Linked DNA regions of Sus scrofa: region 2 is linked to region 1. Evidence: chromatin contacts called from public HiChIP or PLAC-seq data. All regions are on one chromosome and are shown on one strand. Each heading gives the region's core, a stretch centred on a gene start, on an enhancer-like site or on the middle of the called end of the contact. The rest is flanking DNA. Distances are from core to core; before and after follow the strand shown.

Region 1 (6,723 bases), core at 343-2,842:
CTTAAAGGCTACACTACATTCATATCAGAGACATTCTTTAAATTCACATTTTGTATCTGCGATTACTGTCAATTTATGAGCCAGATAGAATAATCTGCTGCTTTATAATCACATCATAGTTCCCATCAAGCACCCTGTTCATTACATTTGGTTTTTAGTTTCAGCAACAAATTCATCCTTAATGATAATGATTTGCCAACAATCAGACTTTTAAGACGGCAGAGCAAATTCCTAAGGATATTTCTGTTGAGACTTAAATGCAAAGATGCCATTACTGAAATAAGCAAATAACCTCCTAAAGCATCTACCTTGAAGAAGATGACACAGGGTTAGATACATATTTGTAAAATATTTTCTGGTAGGGAAAAATATCGATTTTATCATCTCCTGCTCTCATCTTCCCTATAAGTGAGCAAAGTTTATGAGTATAATGAAGCAGTACAGCATGTAGCTAAGGGCATCTATTGGAAATAAACCTACGTGGTTTCAAGTCCCCTGTCTGGCAGCAAAGAACTATGTGACCTGGGACAGGTTACCTCACTAAGCTTTAGTTTTTAAGATGTGTCAATTAGGGGAAATAGTAGTACCTATTTAAAAGGTTCTTGTTCAGATAAGAAATAAAATTCTAAAGCAGTTAATACATTATTAATCCAACACTGATAGTCACCATTAAACATTATATACTTTGAACTTATTTCAACACACATTTTATGATAGTATTATTTTTGTAAAATCCTTGTATTACAAAGATAAATGTTATTTATATATAAATATTAACTACAAATTTATTTTTAAAACTTTCTATAAGAAATCAGACCTCTTTGGTTTGGCTCTTTGACTCAATGGACTAGCATCCACTGGTAAAACAAACCGGTTTTAATCACCTACTTAAATTTTAAAGTTTTATTGCACTTTAGTTCTCATCATATTCCAAAATAATTTAGAGAAAACTCATTCCAAATAATAAATATTAATTCTCTTTTCTTAGTAAACTAGAATGTAGATATAATTATGTCCTCCTTGTTTTTAAATCTATTGAGTATTGAAGCATATAAATCTTGCTTCCTTGAAAAAAATATAATTTCATATTGTTGTGCTTGGTTTAGAATTTTAGGTTATAAATAAAATATTTTAGAAGAAATTTGAAAGTTCTCAGCTAATTTGGAAAATTAATTTGGCCAGGGGACAGAGAGAAGAAACAAGGTAATGTGGTAGTTTATGCTCTCCTTTCAAAAGTCCTTTTCTTAGGTGATATTCTTAATAAGGAGCGTTAACACAAATACCAGATATAAATTGCTTATTAATGTCCATTGAGTCTGTTTTTTTTCTGTAATACATATTTATAGCTATCATGAAATCATAGGAACTATACACATCCCAAGTGGGAGATTTTATTAAAACAAAAATGCTGTGGCTTCTGTTTTTTAAGAAGTGGCAAACAGTCCCTTAGACACAGCTGTAAAGTTAATCATGCGCCCACAGAGAACTACTTCTAGGTCCCTCTTGAACAGAACGCTCCATTAGGCTGCCACAGGCTCCCCCTCCCCAGCAGGCTTCTGCCCAGCCCTGTTGCCATAGATGGCCATCGGACATTTGGAATGACATCAGGAGATAATCTGAGCAGGCTCTGCCCTCAAGAATTCAAGCTAGCAGGAGACTGAAGATATCAATGTCTTCTTGGCTGACAACAGCATTCCAAAGGTCAACCAGGGTGAAAAAAGGACGGACTTGGAGTTTCCAGTGCCTTTTCAACAACCAAGCTGCTAACACATACAAAGAAGCATCCTTCAGGATAAATACATAAATAAATAAAAGACAAAGGAAGCTTGAAAGCATCTTAGAGGCACCATGCCTATGAAAGGGAAATAAGGTAATCTATAGCCACTGAGTCAGGAAGTTTTAGGATTAAAGGTATCTGTCCCCTAAAAGTAAAAAGTCACACAAAGTTCTCATCCAGAACCAATCCCCACCTCTCTACAACCTACTTCTCCAACGTTTTCGACTGTGACAGCCCAGGAGGGGTGAAGATGGAACTTAATGGCATAGAAGTAGAAATCCTTTGAAGGTGAATATGAATGGTTCTTACTGTAGTTTACCACTTTCCCAACTCTATGCTTCACATTAGATAGCTCACTGAATCATCACAACAAATTTGTGAAGGTAGCACTTTATGTTCCACATTTTATCCATGAGGAAACTGAGGCAGAGGGAGGTTCCATAACTCGGCATCACTATATAGTTGTGACGGGATAGAGCCAATTGGCTTTTGGCCACAGAGATTGTCCCTAGTCAGACTAATCTTTTAGATTGTCAGCCATGGAGAGGTTGAAGTTTCTAGCATACTGCAAGTACCTGAAGAATTTAAAAGATTTTCCCTTAGGCTATCAGATTTCAGAGAGAATGGGAAGAATGCCTCTACCATGAACCACATGCAAATGGTAAAGTAATAAGAGAAAAAAGAGTTCCAGTTGTGGCTCAACAGTTAGCCAACCTGACTAGCATCCATGAGGATGCGGGTTTGATCCCTGACATGGCTCAGTGGGTTGAGGATCCAGCGTTGCTCTGAGTTGCAGTGTACGTCACAGACCCAGCTTGGATCCAGCATTGCTGTGGCTGTGGCATAGGCTGGCGGCTACAGTTCCGATTTGGACTCCTAGCCTGGGAACCTCCATATGCCTCGGGTGGGGCCCTATAAGGACAAAAATAAATGAATAAAGAAATAAATAATAAAAGAAAAAAGACAATAATTCAAATGCATCAGCTCAGGAGAAATTCAAGTTTTAAAAACTATTTTCTTGTTATTGTTTTAAATTTATTTATCATTTGTGTGTACTCTTATCTGAACACTTAGGATTCCTTTATTAACTTAAAAGCTAATTACCATAAATGACCAGAATTAATACCAACATTTTACTTCCCAGTAAGAAATACAGGGGATAATCATGGCAAAACCAACCAAAGCATTGAAGTTAGAAAGTTTGTGCTTTGCCTCTAAATCTGTATGTGTTCTTTTGCCTTCTATGTCTCAACGAGCATAATTTGTAATTAAGTTTTTCCAGTCAAATTTCACCCTCGTGATATCAGTCTAAGACATAAGCAATGTATCTGTTATCTTCATCGAATTTGAGGAAGATTGTTTTGCTAACAATTCTCACCATATGTAACACCTTTCCTCCCTTACCTTAAGAGTGTTTTTTAACTGTTACTTTAAAAGGGTAATTCCATTTCCTCATAATTTTTCTAAGTAAGCACAATGTTATATCAACAGTCTCTTTTAAAAGGCATTTTATGAATCCATGACACTACCAATAATACATTTTTAGTTTGTTATCCCCTATCCCCCATACACCTTATTCTTTACCAAATGGAATTTCTTCCTGGAAAAAGCCTTAAGAAATATTTTCTCTTGTAAAAGGATATTCTCGTCTAAAATCTTCTGTCAGGTCACCTTTCTGTAGAGTTAATTTGTCTCACCAACCCCAAGCAACTGCTCTAGTCTGGCACAAAGTGTACTATAGCCTGTCAGGCTATTTTTGTTCCAAATTTATAGCAGGATATGGGGGTACATCTCTTAATTTCCTTTCCTTGTAAAAAAAAAATAATAATTACTGTGTTAAGTGTTCCCTAAGACCTCTTTCAGCAAGAAGATACTGAAATTCTGACTTTACAACTTTTCACACTAGTGCCAAGAAATCCAAATGCCAAGAGTGTCCTAAAATTTGACTGGCATCATAAAGCAGGTTGTTTCTTTTTGAACCAACATTCATTTAAAACTCTATAGCAGCACATTCCAACTTCATGCCATGATGGAAACGTTCTACATCTGGCAGTCAAATAAGGTAGCCACTTGCCACCTGTGGCTGTTAGGCACCAAAAATGCGGCTAGTGTATCGGAGGAACTGATTTTGAATTTTATTTAAGTTTAATTTAAAAAAACACATGCAACCAAGGGCTACCATATTGGTAGCAGCTTACAGCTTCAAGAACATGACGATATAACTATTCTGCACCTTTGATTTATTCAGCCAAGTACTCTACTGTGCCTTTAGAGCACTGGTTCATCCCGTAGCTCCACAAACAGATCAAAACCAGCACAGACATTTCTACTTCGTGATAATAATTTTACAAAAGATCCCTGCACTGTCCTCACGTGCAAACAAATAAAGAGGGATGTAAGGGGAAAGGAAGTTTTTTGGATTTTTGTGTTTTTTTTCTAATACTCCATTTCTCCTTGTAGTTTGTGGCCTTTCTCTGGCCAAGACGCGCACAGATCTACTGAGGCAGCTTAACTACTAGAGCCAACGATTGGTTGGTAGTTTTAAAAATAATCCTGTAGATCCTGAGAGCTTGGGCGAAAAAATCCGGCCCTGGGACCCTGTCCTTTCCCCTCCGTGCGCCAAGTGATAAAACATGCTGGCTGGAGCGGGACGGGGCGGCTGCAAGACCTGCGGGAACCACACAGACGCTGTTGCCAAGCGCTCCCGGCGCTGGGGCCGCCGGTGCTGCCGGACGCCGACCGCGTGCCAGCGCTTTGTGCACGTGCGTGGGGGGAGGGTGGGTTCGCTACACGCGTCGCTCGGAACTCACCCCCAGATCTGTGGGGGTCGTCTCTCGCCAATGTAGGGTAAATATCCCCGAGACCTCCACACCAGACCACCAGGGCAACTCCCCGACACCGCCACCGCCCGTTTCCAAAGCCACCACCTCCTTCCCCTCCTCCAGTCCCCGCGGCCCGCCACGCGGGCCTCCTCGCCAAGCCACCGGCCGTTTACCCCCCGAGCGGTGGTTTCCCCCACTCGAAACGCCACCCGGTGCACGTCCCTCCGAGGCTGCTCGGCCTCCCCTCCGTGCTCCCTGGCCCGGGGCCCCCAGGAGGGCCCGGAGCCCGCCTCCTCCTCGCCCGTGGCGCTCGCACGTGGCGCACTCACCCCCTACGAGCTGCCTCCGAGCTCTAGAAGCGCTCCCGGGAGGGAGCCCCCGCCCCCTCAGCTCCGTCCGCGCGGGGAACGCGGGTGGGGGAAGTGGAGAAAGACACGGAAGGGAGTGTATAGGTAGCGAGGGCAGTGATAGAAGGGAGGACCGGCAATAATTGGCTGGCTTGGCGGCTGTTGCGTCTCTGCTGTATGCCTAGCCAGCGAGGACTCACTTTCCACACAAATCAACCTGAGAGATTGCTACTGCCAGCAATCAATAACTCCGCGGAGTGAAGCTGCAGAAACCTGAAGCGTCCCTGGTCTGGGTCTTTAAAAGGGGCTGCCCGCACTGAATCCGAGCCCTCTGCTTCCCAGACAAAGAAGTGGGCGCTAAAAAAGCAGGGTAATAAGTTTAACCCCCACCCCAACCCCATTGTAAAGATCTTTCAAAATTAAAGGGCACACATATCAAGGTATCAAGAGAAAAAAAAAAGTTAAAAGGGGACCTGTGAAAATCCATTCTTTGAATTGAAGGTTTCTGTGATATTTCAAGAAATGGGATAGAATCAATGTTCCAAAGAACATTTAACAATTTTGTAAGTAAAAGGTAAAGTCTATTAAATTTAGCCATGCATGTGGATGCTTTTTAATAAACTGCACATTCGCAAGCAAATTAGTGATCAAGCCTTATTTAGGCGTACTGATCCAGGAAAAGGAAGAAATGCATCAATCATACTTTGTAGTTGCATTTTTGAAAGCCTTAACACATCTTTCAGACATAATTTCATGAAGACTGCATTTCTGTAAGGTGAAAAGACCCTGGGAGATGTGTATTAGGATTCCTATTTAATAAACTGTGAAAACAGGCAGAGCTAGGAGAAAGGGAATTCACCAGGTCACCAGGTACTGACTACGAAGTTGAAACTAACTTACTGTGTTCCTGAGTCTAAAAGAGTAAACTCAGGTAACACCTTTAAATTAAAAGTGGCCAAAATTCTTCATTTCTCCTTGACTGCGAAGCAACTTAAAAATAAAAATAAATCTTAAGGATGTCAACCCAAATATAGAGGCTTTATAAATCTTAATGACTCTTGACTATGAAGTCTTCTTGCTAATACAAATGGGAAAATGGATATTGACCTTCATGGTCTGATATGTCTCAAGGTTGGGAAGACTCCACCTACTCTGAAGCCAAGAAAAAGTTCATTTGTGTACTCAGAGTCATTGAAAGCTGGTTTCAAACAGACTAGAACGCAGGAGCACTCATCTGTACTCAGTATGGTTAAACACTGCTTGGAAAGGTAACGTATTATTGGTAGTAGAATTCATTGTGTACTGAATTCATATTGTTAATCTCAAAGTGTTTAAAATTGGCCTTTAAGCATATAAAATAAGCCCTTTCAGTGACTTTAGTTGCAACTTCAGTACCCCAACTTGATGAATTTTGTTAGCTTGGAATATGATGAATTTGACTTTTCTCCTTATAATTCCTTATCAGAAATTAAAATAAAGGTACAAAAATAAAAATAAATACAGGATCTTTAGAGATAAAGGATATGAGTAAACCTTGGCTTGGAATAAGAAATCCTTTTTGTATTGCAGATTCTTCATCACAAGCAGGCCATACGGTATATACTGTTCATGGACAAAAGCTATACCTAAAGAATTTTTGAAATTTAGATATTTGGTACTCTATATACTAAAAGTTATAGGTATTATCACAATTAATGGTAATTTTCATTATTTTCTATGCAATACACATCCATGTTTAAATTAGAATTAACACTAATATTACTTCAGATTTGAAGTT
Region 2 (6,871 bases), core at 3,284-5,783, 250 kb before region 1:
AAAAGTCTTAAGAATATTCTAGTTTGATTTTCACAATCAGGTTGATCATACTGCTCCTTATTATAAGGAAACTATGAATTGGTTTAAAATTAAATGCATTGCCTTAGAAATTGAAAGCATATGCTAACTTTTCAGAATATTAAGTTTTTCAACCAAAGGAAGTAGCAAAAATCTTGCTTAGTAAATTTTAATGTTTCCTTTGCTATCTAAGGAAGACTACACATTTTGGATTGTGTAAAGGATGGAATGTAGTTTTTAAAACATGATTTATTTTACTTTGAATTTAATAACACCTGCTTTGTTTTCATTAGAATCCTGTTAAGCACCTTCTCAATTAAGCAATACATTTTCTTAAAAAGAGCTGAATATCATGAGCTTTGCTGCATGCCATTATGAAAAAAAAGACATATTTCGCCATATGTTGTGTACTGTATTGTATTGAATGGGTATTGATTATAAAAATCATCAAAAAATGTAATCAATGTTTAGTGAATGTACTGAAGGATAATCAACTTGATCAGTTACAACAGTATCTAAATACAGGTATAGATTGATGTTTAATTATCATCTTGGCACAGTAAAACCCACAAAATTGTCTCCACTTGAAGGTTCCATCAGAATATTTTTTAAGGAACTTTAAAATATTGGTGCCCAGCAAATTAACGGAAATATATACATACATATATATATATACACACACAAATAACATCCCCATATATGCAGATGTGAGTCATGATTTCAATCCTGCCTTTCTCTAAAATCTTGTTTGTCTATACTGCACCAAACTATACAGATTTAGATAAAGACAGAGAGTAGTTAACAGACCACAGAAGTGTTCTCTTTCTAGTCTTTCTGATCATCACTAGTCTAGCATCTACCTTGTTAAACTTATCTGAAGAGCATTTGCATGTAACATAAAACTACAGAGTTTTTTTTTTTTTTTTAAATCTCTGGTACATTTTCAGAATGCCCCCAAATGATACCATTGTCTAAACATCAACTTGTAAAGATGAAATTTTTTCAGCTGGGACAACTGTGGAAAGAATATTTGCTCCAGGGACTTCTGCAGCATTCCTGACCACACCTCTCTTCATGATGCACCCTTTCCTTGGCTTCCATGACACCATCCTTGGGTGCTTTTATGATTTTCTCCCAAGTAATTCCCTGGATACTTTGTTATCTCTTTAATTACTTCTCTTTCCTCATTACAGAACTTAAATATTGCTGTTCTGCATGGCCTTGCACAGCACATTTTGCCCTTCACTAATAACCATCTACCAATAACTACATTTCAAGATATGTCCCAGGCAAGATAGCTGATAGAATGGAAAAAACGTAAATTAAGTGTTAGTATGGATGGTACTCCAGAGGTTGTAATGTGGTTCAGTCAAATTATCAAGTTTATCCTATTTCTTACTGTCAGAATCTTTAAATTTGCCTACCCCAGTGATATAGAGAGACCAATACCTGAAGACTGTACTTTATTGCCATACCGTTAGGACAGCTTAGCAATATATACAATAGAATTTAACCATGCATTTCCTATTATTCCACAGATTCAGCTATGTATGACCCCTATAATTCTAGAGCATTTTTCTTACTCCATCATAAAAATCCCCTCAGGGAGATGAACATTGTAGAGGAAAGAGCGTGGAGTTTGGGCTGTCCACACACTTCATACATATCCGTGTTGTTTTGTTTTTTTAAAACAACATAAGTGACTGGGTGAAATTTGACTATATTTTTAGACCTCCTTGAAGATAGTAACAAAAACATAAGTTGCCTATTTCAATATCTCAAAAAAAGTTGATTTTTTTTTTTTTTGATTGTATCTTTGCTGAGGATTTGCGGCACTTGAATTTAAAAACAATGCATGGCACAAACATAACTTTAGTCACACACATCGTCATCATCAAAATTACAGTATTCACATTTTTTTAATTAAAATATTCATGTTGGTACCTCGGTTGATAATTTCCTAATTCTGTTTATGTAGAACTCATACTCATGTGTACCAAGTAAAATAAAATATTTAAGGTCTTTAAATTTGAAAAAAATCCTGTGACTTCTAAGTATGAACTATCTTATGGTTTAACTTAAATGCTATTTCTCTTTAGTAACATTTTCATTTTATAATTCTCAAACAAAAACAAACCATAAATTACCATTAAACAATTCTTTCTAGTTAATAAAATATCTGAGGGAAGATACTATATTCCTACCTACTCTTATCTTTGCTCACTAGTAATTTTCAGATAAAGTAAGACTGGGGAGTTATTAAAAATATAAAGCTTACTGAAGTAAAACTTCTGTAAAGAATTTAAAATTTTTAAAAAACTACTTTATTTTTCATGTCTTCTAGCTGAATAAAGCCAAATGAGAAAAAACTTTAAAATTTTCTCCAAGGAAATGTCCTAGCAAAAAAATATCCAAATTCTTAATATAGTCACCAAGTACTGAAGGTCTGCTATGTATTGGGTATAATTCTAGGCACTTGAAAAAAAATCAAGGGAGCATATATGTTCTGAGGGAATACAGAAAATAAACAATATTGGTAAAAAAAAAAAAATACAAAAAAAGAAAAAGTAGAGCAGAGTGAAATCTATAGACCAGAGTGCAGAGATATTTTTTAAAAGCCACTAATTTCAAAAAACACCTAGTATCACTCCTGCCCCATTCTCACTGTGTGCACAATTTGGTTTGCTTGTTTTAGGAAAATTATGCTGAACCAAGCAAAACAGCATTTATACTCTATACCTTAAGTAATATGATAAAAATTCTAAATGCCTAACCAGTTTTCACTGATGTGAAATATGTACTGGGAAAATAACAGAGACACTTAAACCAATACAAACAACTTGGAAATGCAGCACTTTTAAAAACCTTTTTTTCCTTCTCAACCCAGACAAAAAGCCACACCAGAAGTTAAAGCAAAACATCCTGATTAGATTAGCACCAGCTTCACTGGTGGCCAGCAACTGACTCCATAACAGGGTGGGGCAAGAAAAGAAAGTTCTTCTCTTTAGGGGCTGAATGCCTGCAACAGCCTTTATTCGGGCAATAGCCTGAAGCAACCCATCCTTTATTGGAACCATGACTGATGCAGGTTTATTGTTTTCCTTTGTGGAACCCCAAAGGACATAATGTTTATTGTTCATTTCCTCTATGGAGTGGCTGTCAATCCAGCCTAAGCAATGTAGGGTCCAAACTTGGGTTTGGCAAGCTCTAGTCTTCAGGCTAAATCCCATAGGGATAGTACTGGTGAATGCCAGGCCTGGCTTAAAGTTTAAAAATTCCCTTGGCCAAATCTCATAATATACATGGTTTAGCCAGATGTTGGGACTTGGTCCCAGAAAACCAATCCTTTTCTACACTGGAGAAAAGACACAAGAACAATTCCTACTGTTCCTGATGTCCTTGACAGTCCTGCCCTCAACATGTTGGCATTCTATCAAGAATTCTGTACTGGGGATCCCTACAAGTTGTATGCTGCCCAAGAACAATGACTTTGTCTTATATCAAGCAATCTAGAAGCAGAGGGACACAAGATTCATCCCAACTGGACACTACAATTCTACACAGTGTCCCACTAGAACACGCCATCTCCATTTCTTGAGTCTTATCATATACAACACTGTGAGTAAAATACAACAGCCAACTTCTTTACAGCTTTTACTGCTATTTGTACATGCTAAACAAATTAATGAAGATCTTTTCAGTTGCATACAATCCACCTCCAAATTATCCTGTGAGCCATCAGTGTCAATGGTAGAGGAATGCAGCCAGATCATCTAAGCTTCACTATCTCTCTTTACCTTCCACCTCATTCTATTCCCTTCTAACATTTGCCCAGTTCTGAAGTTGGCCTATTTAAGCAATGGAGAATGAGGAATTCAGATCGTGAACATGCTCTATGTTTGTGCCAAGGCTGCAGAACCACCCCACTGGCCAAGCTGAGGAATGTGGGTCTCTTGTACCATCCCATGTGTCTGGCTATAGGACCCCAAAATACCATCAGCAACAAGCATCCAGTTGGCAACTGTATCTTTCAGACTTGCTCATAAACACATACCTATATATACACCCACATATCACATTTCCCAGCCCAATGAGGTAAGGGTGCCTTTTTGGTCTTGAGTTTCTAGTAATAACCTAAACTATGGTGGGCTAAAATGTCATCCAGCTCATATCCACAAGTGCTTTCTTAAGAGGTTTCCTGACACCATGGCTTCCAATTTCGGTATTTTTAAATCCGCTTGCACATTAAAACTTTCATACCTCTGGTATCAAAAGCAAGTGTGCAGATGAAACAGAAACACAGTCTGCCCATGAACAAGGAGATTGTTAGCTTGTTTCAGTGTCAAAATGTCATCTATGCTAGTATATATATTTTTTATTCTCTAAAAAATGTTTCCCTTCATCCGTTAAAAATTTAAAGTGAATTGAAAACTCTTTGGGAATGCAACCCCTGTGTGATTGACAGTGACAAGCACACATACCTTGAAAGCTCCACTGTAATGTTTATACTTAATAAAAACAAATACTGTGGCATCTGAGAGTAGCCTAGTCAGCCATGTAGCTTTCTACCTAGCATCTTGTAAATTAATCTGGGTGTTTATGCTGTAGATCACTCATGATGAACACATTGCTATAGCAACATGCATTTCTTCCATTTTTTTCCTGCTAATTACACTAACATCACCATCAGCTACCAAATCTTTGAATTCCTAATGAATGTATGTGAAAAGCAATGTCTTGATAACACTCTTTTAGTATGTCCTTACCTACAATGTAAGGAAAGAAAAAAATGCATAAAATTTGATTATTTTCAATTTATTGTTAAAACTTGTCAATGTAAGGTTAATCCACACTCAAATTTGAACATGTTGAAGGAGGTGTCCATTTATAACAACGTGTGTTTCTTTTTTCTTTGTCTTTTGTCTTTTTTTTTTTTTTGTCTTTTTACTGCAGCACCCGCAGCATATGGAGGTTCCCAGGCTAGAGGTCTAATCGGAACTGTTGCTGCTGGCCTACACCATAGCCACCCCAGCCACAGCAACTCCAGATCCGAGCCGCATCTGTGACCTACACCAGAACTCACAGCAACGCTGGATCCTTAACCCACTGAGTGAGGCCAGGGATCAAACATGCAACCTCATGGTTCCCAGTCAGATTCGTTTCCTCTGCGCCACGATGGGAACTCCGAGAACAACATATATTTCAAAGAGAGAGAACACGGTGATCTCAGGTAGAATTCTTTCCTCCTATGCCCGTTACCATACTATCTTCATCATTTGTGCCTTCATTAAATTAACATTTGAACACAAGGAAGTATTATTTAAACCTATGAACTGCTAGGCTCCTATGCTTCTAAGTAGCTCAACAGGCAATGCTATAAACATTGAAATGTATTTAAATTCAGCCTTCTAGTAAAGGATCTAATGAAAGACTATAGAGATTTTAGTTGATATATAGCATGCAGTTAAGACATTTCTGGAAAATCCATGTTTATCAACACTACATGATAAAAGAAAGACCCATCCTAGGTAATTCTCCAAACCACTGAATCTTTCAGAAAAAATACTGATGTATAATTGACTTACAATATTATATAACCCTCAGGTGTACAACATAGTGATTCAATATTTTCACACATTACAAAATGAGCATAATAAGTTCCAATCTGTCCTCACAATGCAATATTTTATAAGTTATTATAAGAGTATTGACTATATGCTCTATGCTGTATATTTCTTTTATAACTGGAAGTTTGTACCTCTTAATCCTCTTCCCTTATTTTGCTCATTTCACTATTTCACAGTCTGAAAAGTCTTTGTTAAGTATTCATCTCAGTTGTACACTGAGTATGTTGGAAAATGTTTTACTCTATCCAGCAATCAAAGGTCTACACTGGTCACAGAAATAGATATTTCCTGTCATCCACTGATTAAATTATTAGGGCTTATTTCAAATATGTCTAACACAGCCAAGTTGTTTAGGCCTAAAAGCCTGGCTCAGTTCACTAGTAAAACTGAAATTGTCCAAGATGATTCAGCTAAGGTGAAAAAAAGAGGTTTTCAACAATTCAACAGATAGTTGAATGTCAGGGACAAATGAGGAACAGAGGTGGGAGAAAGACAGCTGGACTCCCCTAGATGAATAAACTACTTCAACAAAATTCGATGATCATTCAGTGACTGTTTCAGCCAGATTTTCTCCACACAATTTCCTCTTCTAGGTTTTTCTACCTATTCTAAGTTATCTAGAAGTGAAATGATGACTACCAAAAATCTAAGAAAGGAACTGATCCATTGGGGCTTTAATGTACTACCCAATACCCTAATTTCAAACTTGTTTTACCCAAGCTTAAGAATTTTGATATATTATTGACCATATTTCCACTGTGATGACTATGAATATGTGAACATATTTCCAAGTCTTTCAAAGTTCATGTATAGGAAGGAGAATAAAATGTTTGTCATGAAGCAAGAGAAAATTAATATAATAAATTTAGCACCAAAGGAATAAACCATAAAGATCATCAAAGCAATTATCCTTTATTTGTTGAGGTCAGTATTATTATTTCTCTTACTATTTATTCCTATCATCACTAAATTAAGTACTGAAAAATTTGAAATGATGGGCTCATTAAACGTGTGTCTTCTCCGACAAAACTTTTCTCAACTTGTGCTCAATTAGATTCTGGGACGCCTACTTCTTCCTACAAAGAACAGGGATCTGAATCTAAGAAAGGTTTCCATCTAGTCATCAAAACATTCAATGATTGTTACTTTGGGGATGTGGAGTTCAGTAGAAACCACTGAAGTTAAACGGAGGGAGTAGTGGTAGGGTTACTGTGCACCTATCACAG

What was found. HiChIP or PLAC-seq counts read pairs in DNA pulled down with a chosen protein or histone mark.
Region 2: a contact with region 1 is called in an H3K27ac HiChIP or PLAC-seq map of skeletal muscle. The contact joins two enhancer-like sites. A contact is called at or near these places in 3 of 47 Hi-C or Micro-C datasets (embryonic fibroblasts, fetal skeletal muscle and skeletal muscle) and 1 of 2 datasets of contacts at active chromatin or transcription factors (skeletal muscle).

Annotation. Positions count from the first base shown.
Region 1 is chr2:96,280,505-96,287,227 of Sscrofa11.1, reverse strand. LOC102159394 (a long non-coding RNA gene) reads right to left here and starts at 5,994. Exons shown (of 6, transcript XR_002341810.1): 1 at 4,929-5,994. It also overlaps a transcript of MEF2C not described here. Within about 2 kb of position 1,592, at least 8 of the 83 cell types and tissues checked have an H3K27ac peak or open chromatin away from gene starts, as enhancers often do. A contact at or near this core is called in fetal skeletal muscle and skeletal muscle, where this site is marked.
Region 2 is chr2:96,536,128-96,542,998 of Sscrofa11.1, reverse strand. The region is part of intron 5 of LOC102159394 (a long non-coding RNA gene); the gene reads right to left. Among named protein-coding and RNA genes, the nearest start is that of MEF2C, 320 kb to the right of the region's middle. Within about 2 kb of position 4,533, at least 3 of the 83 cell types and tissues checked have an H3K27ac peak or open chromatin away from gene starts, as enhancers often do. A contact at or near this core is called in fetal skeletal muscle and skeletal muscle, where this site is marked.